Regions from separate parts of the Mus musculus genome. Here region 1 is linked to region 2. A link is a contact called in public HiChIP or PLAC-seq data. All regions are on one chromosome and are shown on one strand. The core of a region is the stretch at or near the end of the contact, and the rest is flanking DNA. Distances in the headings are between cores, read along the strand shown.

Evidence for each region. HiChIP or PLAC-seq counts read pairs in DNA pulled down with a chosen protein or histone mark.
Region 1: a contact with region 2 is called in an H3K27ac HiChIP or PLAC-seq map of CD8 T cells, with 11 times the contacts expected there. The contact joins the promoter of Pdcd4 here to the enhancer-like site in region 2. A contact is called at or near these places in 5 of 39 promoter capture datasets (HPC-7-derived erythroid cells, cranial neural crest, hippocampal neurons and 2 more), 1 of 15 datasets of contacts at CTCF or cohesin (CD8 T cells), 22 of 484 Hi-C or Micro-C datasets (B cells, CD4 T cells, CD8 T cells and 12 more), 10 of 115 datasets of contacts at active chromatin or transcription factors (the 230-238 cell line, CD8 T cells, bone marrow-derived macrophages and 5 more) and 3 of 9 other capture datasets (adipose tissue, liver and pancreatic islet).

What each region holds. Positions count from the first base shown.
Region 1 is chr19:53,900,288-53,904,623 of GRCm38.p6, forward strand. Pdcd4 (programmed cell death 4) reads left to right here and starts at 3,064. Exons shown (of 12, transcript NM_001168491.1): 1 at 3,064-3,201. It overlaps Gm30990 (basic salivary proline-rich protein 2-like), which reads right to left and starts at 4,317. Exons shown (of 8, transcript XM_030251154.1): 1 at 4,296-4,317; 2 at 1-3,785. The coding sequence starts at 4,317. The coding sequence ends at 2,584.
Region 2 is chr19:53,867,434-53,871,576 of GRCm38.p6, forward strand. No RefSeq gene overlaps it. Among named protein-coding and RNA genes, the nearest start is that of Gm41863, 9.2 kb to the left of the region's middle. Within about 2 kb of position 2,823, at least 66 of the 459 cell types and tissues checked have an H3K27ac peak or open chromatin away from gene starts, as enhancers often do. A contact at or near this core is called in the 230-238 cell line, B cells, CD8 T cells and 4 more, where this site is marked.

The sequences.
Region 1 (4,336 bases), core at 1,814-4,313, 33 kb after region 2:
TCTTGTCTTCTGAAAAAGGGGGCCAAGAGATGGGTGCAGGCAAACGGGGCTGATGCTGATGCCAGTTGGATCTGCAAGTTCTCTGGAAGGAAGTGCACTACTACTCTCACTGCAGAAAGGCGGATGTTTTTCAGTTTCTTGCAAGGGTGAGAACAGTGCTTAAGAGTCAGATCTCAAATGTGGCTTCGTCCAGAGCCCCGAGGTCACCGCCGCAGGATCCTCGGCGGTTTGACTTCCATTTCTGTATTTCTAGGCCATTTACTCGTGTGCCAAACGTAACACCAACCATCTCTCTGTCCTTTTTCTGATTAGTGGATGGCTTCATGCGGTTGTCCAGGCTGGCCTTGGGACACATGGAAGTCCTCTTGCCTCTCTCTGCTAACTGCTGGAATCACAGGTGTGACCGTGCCTGGCATCTGGCGTCACTCTTGCCTGTGGGATGGAGGGAAACTTCATTATCAAAGCTTTGCAACCACAGACAGATCCTCGATTGAGATCGACTCTTATTTTGCCCATACCCCATTGAGTGAGTCCTTCCTTGACACTAGAGGAAAATTTGGTTGTCTCTTGTTCATCATTCCCAGGACTCCTGTGGTGCTATCTAAGTTCTTGGCAGAGCCTCTCAAGGTGTTAGGACTTGAACGAATCCCAGAGAACCCTTGAAGTAGATTATGACTTCTTTTATAGTTTGCCAAGAGCACAGCTGGATTAGTTAGGTGCTTTTCACAGACTGGGCAGCCAATAAATAGCTGCAGATTGATTTGCTCTGCAAGAGTTCTTGGTACCTGGTTACTTTCCTATTTCTAGTGCATTTCTTTCATGTTTATCCTTTTAGAACATTTAGCTGTAACAGCACAGGTTTCCTGGATCCAGTGTGGCTGGAAGGAATGTCGGTGATAGTGTCTGTCATCATCTATAGTCCCAAAGTGGTTTCTTGCAACACATTCCAGGATATCTTGAAGAAAAAGAGTTCTGTGTTTAAATAAATAGAGAGACATTGAGTTTCATAGGCTGGCCACCAAAGTTGCCAAAGAGTTAGGAGTAAAGGAAAATGTAACTTGGTTGAAAGGTGTTCTTTCCAAGACGTGGCCATGAAACAGTTTCTCCCCTACATTTTTTTTTCAGGATGCCTATTAAAGTACTACAAAAATTCATGTACTTCTGAATTTTACTGGTAAAGAAACAAGTCTTGAGGAGAGAGTGGGGTTGTTATAGAGAGAGACTAAGCAGCTGGGACAAGAACATCATTCCTATTTTGTCCAAACTGGTCAACCACATACTAAGGTGTGTTTGGGAATTTCAGGTATCAGGGTGAGGGTGGAGATGGTTAGCAGAAGGGATTTGAATGTTTTATTCTCTACTAGGCCTTTTTCCCCCCCAGGGAGCAATTAGACAATATTTTCCCAGGGGGCAGATTTCCTAAACAGACTCTTTTAAAGGTCCAAGATTCCCTTTTAAAAATGGGAGTTGTTTATTCTTATCTCCTGATTTTGGGATAGTTGCCTTATAAAGCCTGGATGTAGTAGCATGTGCCAAGTGACGCTTTAGATGCTGGCCATGTGAGGAAGTCCCGAGCAAGAGCCGGTGATGACTACTGACTTTTGGGATTCTCTGTGAGCTCGCACAAGGCGTACTTATTACATGGGTATAATATATCTACAAAGCACCTCTCAAGCTCACCATACTAAGGGTGAGTGAGACACGGGGCTTGTGGGACAAGCCAGGACTGGGACTCAGATGAAACAATGCCGGGCAGAATGTCCTCAGTCCCTGCAGACTGGCTGGTGCTCCGCGGAATCAGGTTTCAGAAAATGGATCATACTGGCATGAGACTTGATAAAGACTGAGGGAGGCTGAGAGACTTGGATAAGATGTACCAGGCAGAGAGGCCATCTAGGAGAGACATTTCGAGATGATATGATAAAAGACCTGGCAAGACACAAGGGAGGATGCGGAGCAGTGAGCTGTCCAAGTGGGTTCAGGAGGACGGGTATCCAGGGGTTAGGGTGTGCAGACATAGCCTTGAAGCCTATAAGTCGCACTGTGGGCTCTAGGGTGTCTGCTGAGAAGCAGGCACTCCAGGGAGGCAGTGGGGAGCTTGTGAAGGTGTGTGTGTGTGTGTGTGTGTGTGTGTGTGTGTGTGTGTGAAGAACATTAGATAACACCAGGCAGTAAGAGCCGGGGTAGAAAGGCCCACGTTAGGGGATGGTGGTTGCTATCGAGCAGTTCAGTTCTGAAAAGACCAAGGGAAACATTCTGGTATTGCCATTCAGACTAAAGGTAAACATGGCCAGAGAAAGCAGGTCAGTCACTTTCCAGGTGCACAGGAAGAACATACGGTGCTGCACATTATCTCAGGCGATAACATCCGAGACAAAATGAAGGCTAGAGATGGCAGCCAGAAGGAAACGTCACAGAAGACAGCTAGAGAGGGCTGATTCAATACACAAACCATAGCCATGGTTGAGAAACCCAGCTTTGGAAAGAATGCAAGCACCATAGTGGCCTGGCTGGTTAGCAAAGGGACTTCAGTTTTTGTATCTCTTTATCTGGGAAAAGGGAGCGATTTTTATCTCAAAGGGGTTAGGCTTTTCCTGCGAGAAACTTCCTGAGCACGTGGACACACGGCAGGAGCCACGCGAGAGCAAGGACCAGCGGGCAGAAGTTAAGTAGTGGTTGCAGATTCTCCCAGACGCCCAGAAATAGTGGGGACCTCAGGAAATCCACAACCGCCCTAGAATTGGGCTGAGACGCCCTGTAGAGAGGACTGGCCGGTCTGGTCCACGAGCCGCGCCCCAGCCCCCAGCCCCCAGCCCGGCACAGCCCTCCGCCCGCTTTCACAACCCGGCCCTCTGCACTTAACCCCCACTCTGGCTGGTGGCCGAGCGGGTCCCAAGCCCAGCGCGCATGCGCCGACGGCGCCCCGCCCCCCTGAGCCCCGCCCCTATTTCCACGTCTCACTTCCCCTAGCTCTGCCTCGCCGCCTCGGCTGCAGCTCGGCCGCCACGATTGGCTGCGGGACGTCCTCCTCTCGGCCAATAGACGCCACGCCGTCGCCCCCGTGTTACTGGGTAGAACAAAACAAAAACAAACAGAGCGAGCGGGGCCAGAGGCGCTCCGAGGCAGCGGCGGCGGAGGCTGAGGAACGGGGTCGGGGCCCGGCGGACCGGAGACCCGGGCGAGCGGCGGCGGCCCGAGGGGGTCAGTACTGTGGGCGCGGCTCGCACGCTCGGGCGGGCGGCGTCCTCGTCCCTTAGGCCCGGGTCGGCGGAGGCTGCCGCACGTTGGGAGGGGGAGGGGGCGTGGAGGCCTCGCCGCGGGGGTCGGGACGCTCGGTCCCTGTCCACGCTGGCCCTGGAGCCCTCCGGCCACCGGCGCTCGCCCAACGCCCGGGGCTGCGGGGAGCTGCCGGTGCTCGCTCTCCGAGGCCGGGTCGGTCGGGCCGGGGAGCTGCAGCACGGGCCCGCCCCCTCCTCCGCAGCCCCATCCCCGGCGGCCGGGCGTGCGTGGCTGCGTGCGCTCGCGGTGAGAGGAGCCTCCGGGCGCCCGGTCCGACGCAGTTGGACGCGGGGGACGGGACGGTAGGAGAGGGGTGTCGTCCGGACGGAGATCCGGTGAGGGGTCGGTGCCCCGAACCGAGGCCTGGTCCGCCTCGGCCGGCCCTGCCCGCTGCCGGAGGGTTGGGGTCCTGCGGGACAGGCGTCGGTCGGTGCGGGCACGGGGCGGGGACAGCTGCCCTCCCGGCCCTGTGCCAACTCCTCCTTGCAGTCTCCTGTACAGGGTCCCTTAAAAAAAGTACAATACAACCTAGAGAAAACAAAGCCGAGAAGGGAGCCCCCTCTCTGTGAACGCATGCTGTGTCTGCTGCCCGTGGCTGTCCGCTACTGTAATGTACGTAGAGGGCGTGCTTTTTGGTTTTTGGTTTTGGTTTTTTGTTTTTGCTTTCCCTGAACAGCCTCAGAACTGCAGATGTAGGTCTCGCCTATCTTCCCCGAGCCCCTCCTTGGGAACTGGCTCTGTAAACCAGCCTCTGTAGTCGACTACCTGCTATGAATGATTCAAAATGCGGCTCCGGGCCTGGGTGAGGGGTGGGTGTGAGGCCTACGAGCTGCGTTTAAGACATTTTGATAGCTTCACAGCTGTAATACTCTTGATTTAAGAGTTTGAAATTTTAGGGGAAGGCCCTAGCATATATATTCGTGCTCGTATTTATATCCATAATATGCGTGCGATATCTATCTATATATCTATATCTATCTCGTGGTAAGAGTAGAGGAAAATAAAATACTTGTTACGGCTGCAAAAATAAATGTACATGGTTGCTCTCAGTAGTGGT
Region 2 (4,143 bases), core at 1,573-4,072:
ACTGTGTATGTGTGTGTGTGGTATGTGTGTGTGTGTATGTGGTGAGTATATGTGTGTGTGAGTGTGCATGTGTGTGTAGTGAGTGTGTATGTGTGTGTGTGGTGAGTGTGTGTGTGTGTGTGGTAAGTGTGTGTGAGTGTGTATGTGTGTGTGGTGAGTGTGTGTGGTAAGTGTGTGTGAGTGTGTATGTGTGTGTGGTGAGTGTGTGTGCACGCACACACCTGTAAGTATGATGCACATATATGCAAGCGCATTTGGAGGACGACAGAAGTCGATATTAAGGCATCCGTCTTAACCTCTCCCCACCTTCTTTAATTTTTTTTCCAGTTATTTCCCGAGTATGTGTCATGATGTACATGAAGGTCAGAGTATAACTTGTGGGAGTTAATTCCCTTCCTGCCATGAACGTCCCGAGGAGTGCACTCAGTTCATGTGTCATGATGTACATGAAGGTCAGAGTATAACTTGTGGGAGTTAATTCCCTTCCTGCCATGTAAGTCCCGAGGAGTGCACTCAGTTCATGGCAGCAAGCATCCTTATCCACTGAACCACCTTGCCAGCTTAAAAATCCAGTCAATAAGCAAAGTAGGAGGAAGGATCAAGACTTGGGGTTTTTTTTGAGGCTACCCTACTCTTAAACGTGTGGGGCTCTGAGAGCATCATGGTAGAAAAAGAAATTGAGAGCTCTTGGAGGTGTGTGAGTGTGTATGAAAGGTCTCTTACTAGAGCTTGTCAATTTGGCTGAGCTTGTTGGCCAGTGAAGCTCAAGAATCCCCCACCCCCACCCCCACCCTGAGTGCTAAGGTGATAGGCTCTTATGTAAGTACAGAGATCCAAACTTGCATCCTCTGGTTGGCGTGGCAACCAACTTTACTGCCAACACCACCATCTCCAACGCCTTCAGATCTTCCAACGGTTTGAGCAGAGACTACAAACCAGCCTCCACTTAGGTCTCTGGCTAGGAAGCCAGAAAGAATCAGGCTTTCCGTGGCCTAACGGGTCTACGATGATCCTTCTGGAAGCCTGGAGCTTTTCACAAACCTATAGTGTTATCACCCAGTGTTCCCCAATCTTCTAGTGGCTGAACCATCTGTCTTGAAGCAGGGTCAGGCCATCTTTGATGGTGGACAACAAAGATCTGGTGGTCAGTGCGACTGTGGACACTGTCCCTAGCAGAGGCCTACCTTTGCTGTAGTCACCTCTGTCAGCTCCTTGGCTGGGTCCATTTCCTTGAGCTCAGAAGGAAGTGATGCTATGGATGACCTCCAGGGTAGGGGGAGTTTGCTGGGAAGAACATCTGGTGTGCTGCAGGCAACCAATCTTTGCTTTATGTCACAACCTTCCACTGTTCACCAGCTTGTTCAAGTGAAGCTATGCGAATCTCCTGGGCCTCTTGGCTAGAGCTTCCAATGGCCTAGAACCTTCTCTATGCCCTTCTTTTTTGTTAGCAGTACTCTTTAAGTCAGTCAGGATGGGATGGGCAGCCTGGATGCAGAGGGCAGAGTGGGGCCACCTGCAATTACTGTAGCAGATTACAGATCTAACAAATGTTCCTGTTGGGGCTGTTATGGCCCCACCCCCATCCCCACCCCAGTCTCATTATGGCCAGCCAGGGGTGGGGCCCAGGCCTCTAATCCCCAACAGGGCTGGAAAACATCCTTCCTTGTAGCTACTGTCTGTGTTCTAACTTACCAAAGTCAAGAGTGGACCAGAATTCCTTCTATGCATTTCTGCCTTTGGTCAGGGCTCAGGATGCCTGAGGTACTCCAGTGTCAGGTGTTCAATCCCGAAGTATTGCTGGCTGTGCACACCTCTGGAGAACATAGCCCATTTGCCCAGGTCCCAGGGCTATGCAGTGTAGACACTCTGATATAGACCTACCCTGAACTTCCCCATGCTTATGCAGTCTCACCTGCTCTCTGATGTCCCTAAAGACTGGTTCCAGGCCAATCCCCTTACATTCAGATCCCACATTGTACCCATACCTTTCCTGACTGGCTTCCATGATGTACAGACTGGGGTTGCTCTTTACAGTGCATTAGTCAGGGAATTGGGGATTTAGGTCAGTGGCAGAGTGCTTGCCTAACAAGTGCAGGGCCCTGGGTTTGGTCCTCAACACCAGAGGTGGGAGGAGGAGACTCACAATGCTGATGTTGTTGGTCTCTGCTCTGTGCCCTTAGAGCATCAACAGCTGACTGTCAGCTGTCTACATGGGCCGTGGTGGAATGTCTAGGCATACCTCTAAGAGCTCTCAATTTCTTTTTCTACCATGATGCTCTCAGAGCCCCAAGCATTTAAGAGTAGGATGGCCTCAAAAAACCCCCAAGTCTTGATCCTTCCTTCCTACTTTGTTTATCGACTGGACTTTTGAGTCAGGTTCTTGCTGTGTTTCCCAGCCTGGCTTGGAGTTCCTGAGCTCAGTCCCTACCTCAGTCTTCTCCAACCTCATGTTCCTGTGCCCAGTGTGCTCTTTCGTTTTGCAGGGGAGATAGAAAAGACAGGGGCAGGTACAGAAAGAGGAAGTGACTTGCCTTCAGCGACTCAGTTTCTTAGAGTTCAGTATGAATAGTACTACTGGGCCACACAGGGTGCTATTAAATTATCCAGGGAATTTTTCAAGGCTGCCTCTTTCTGGACATTGACAGTCAGCAACTCAGTGAAGACAGATCCTTGGTCTAAATCTGAATAGCTTGCCAGAATGACAGATTCAATCAGCCAAGGTGAAGCCTGGGCATTTGTATATTAGCAAGCCTCCAGGGAATTCAGATGGTGGAAGCTACCTTCTATGACAACTAGGGACTTCCCCACCAGTTCCTAGAATAGAAGGGACTTTTATTATACTAGGTACACATGCAGGAGAGACTGAATGGAGACCATTCAGAGGAGTACAGAGGGCTGTGGTCTAGAAAGTGAGACAGGGACAAGCCTGGCTCTGGTAGATGGAGCTGGTGTGAGCTGGTGTGGTGGAGGTCAGGAGAGTAATTCTGGAGGCAGGATTTGTCTAATGGGACTCAGAGTTACTGGGCATTGTCTTCAGACTCTTTATAAACTTAAAATTTTAAACATGCATATTATGTATTTTGATTATTATAGCTAGTTCCCATTATCCCTTCCCATCCCCTCTGAACTCTTTCTTCTCTGGGTTTTCTTTCTGTTAGTGGGTGTGAGTGTCCACTCCGTAGCCCCTGGAGATGGTCCCTCTGGGGAGACTGCAGGAAGGGGGACTTGAGCATGGCCAAGGCCATGTCGTGTCAGCAGGAGCCCTGAGGCTCCTGAGTCCATTCTTTCTTGCTTTGCAGGAACCAATGGACCCAGCATTAGCCCTGCTGATTCTTGAGGCCCTCTGCAGGCCACCTGTGTGTACTCTGCAGAGACCAAGTCCACTTGGCTTTGTCACAGTGCTGGAACATGGGTACTGATATTTTCCTCAATAGGGAAAATGAGGCCCTGAGAGACAAAGTCATTTGAAAAGGGCTGGACAAGCTGTGGGCAGGGGAGCTAAACCCTAAGCAAACATTTATTTCATGTCTTTTTTCCCCTTTTCCTTCCTTCCTTCCTTCCTCCCTCCCTCCCTTATCAGTGCACCTACCTTCCTTTCCTTTCAAGGTAAGTTTTTACTACGTATTCCAGGCTGGTTTTGAACTTAGGATCCTTCTGCCCGAGTCTGGTGAGTGAGTACTGACACTATAGGCATATGCTATCACACTGGGCTTCAAACCATGCGTGCTCTTGGCCTCTTTCTCCTCTGCCCACCTCAAACCTAACTTTTGTTCCCAGAGGCCAGGGGCTCTGGGTGAACCAAGCACGGCACTGCTCAGCTCAGCTGTTGTGCAAGTCTTCTCATTACTGAACTCTAGACAGCAATGGCTCCATACCCCCCCTTCCTAGAAAGATCAAGGAAAGACCCCACACAGAGGAGAAAGAAGAAGAAAAGGAAGGAGGAGGGAGGGGAAAACCAATTTCTTTCTGTTCTCCACTCTGAAGATCTTACCTGGGGCCTGTGTCTTGTGGGGACAAGGGGGACTAGATGAAGGGAGTCCCTGGGGCTATTCAGCTTCCTCCTGCTCCAAGCAGGCTAGGCTGGAAAGAAAAGCACTTGCTTTCTGCTCTCTTAGCTTTAGGGACTTCAAACCAAAAGGTGGT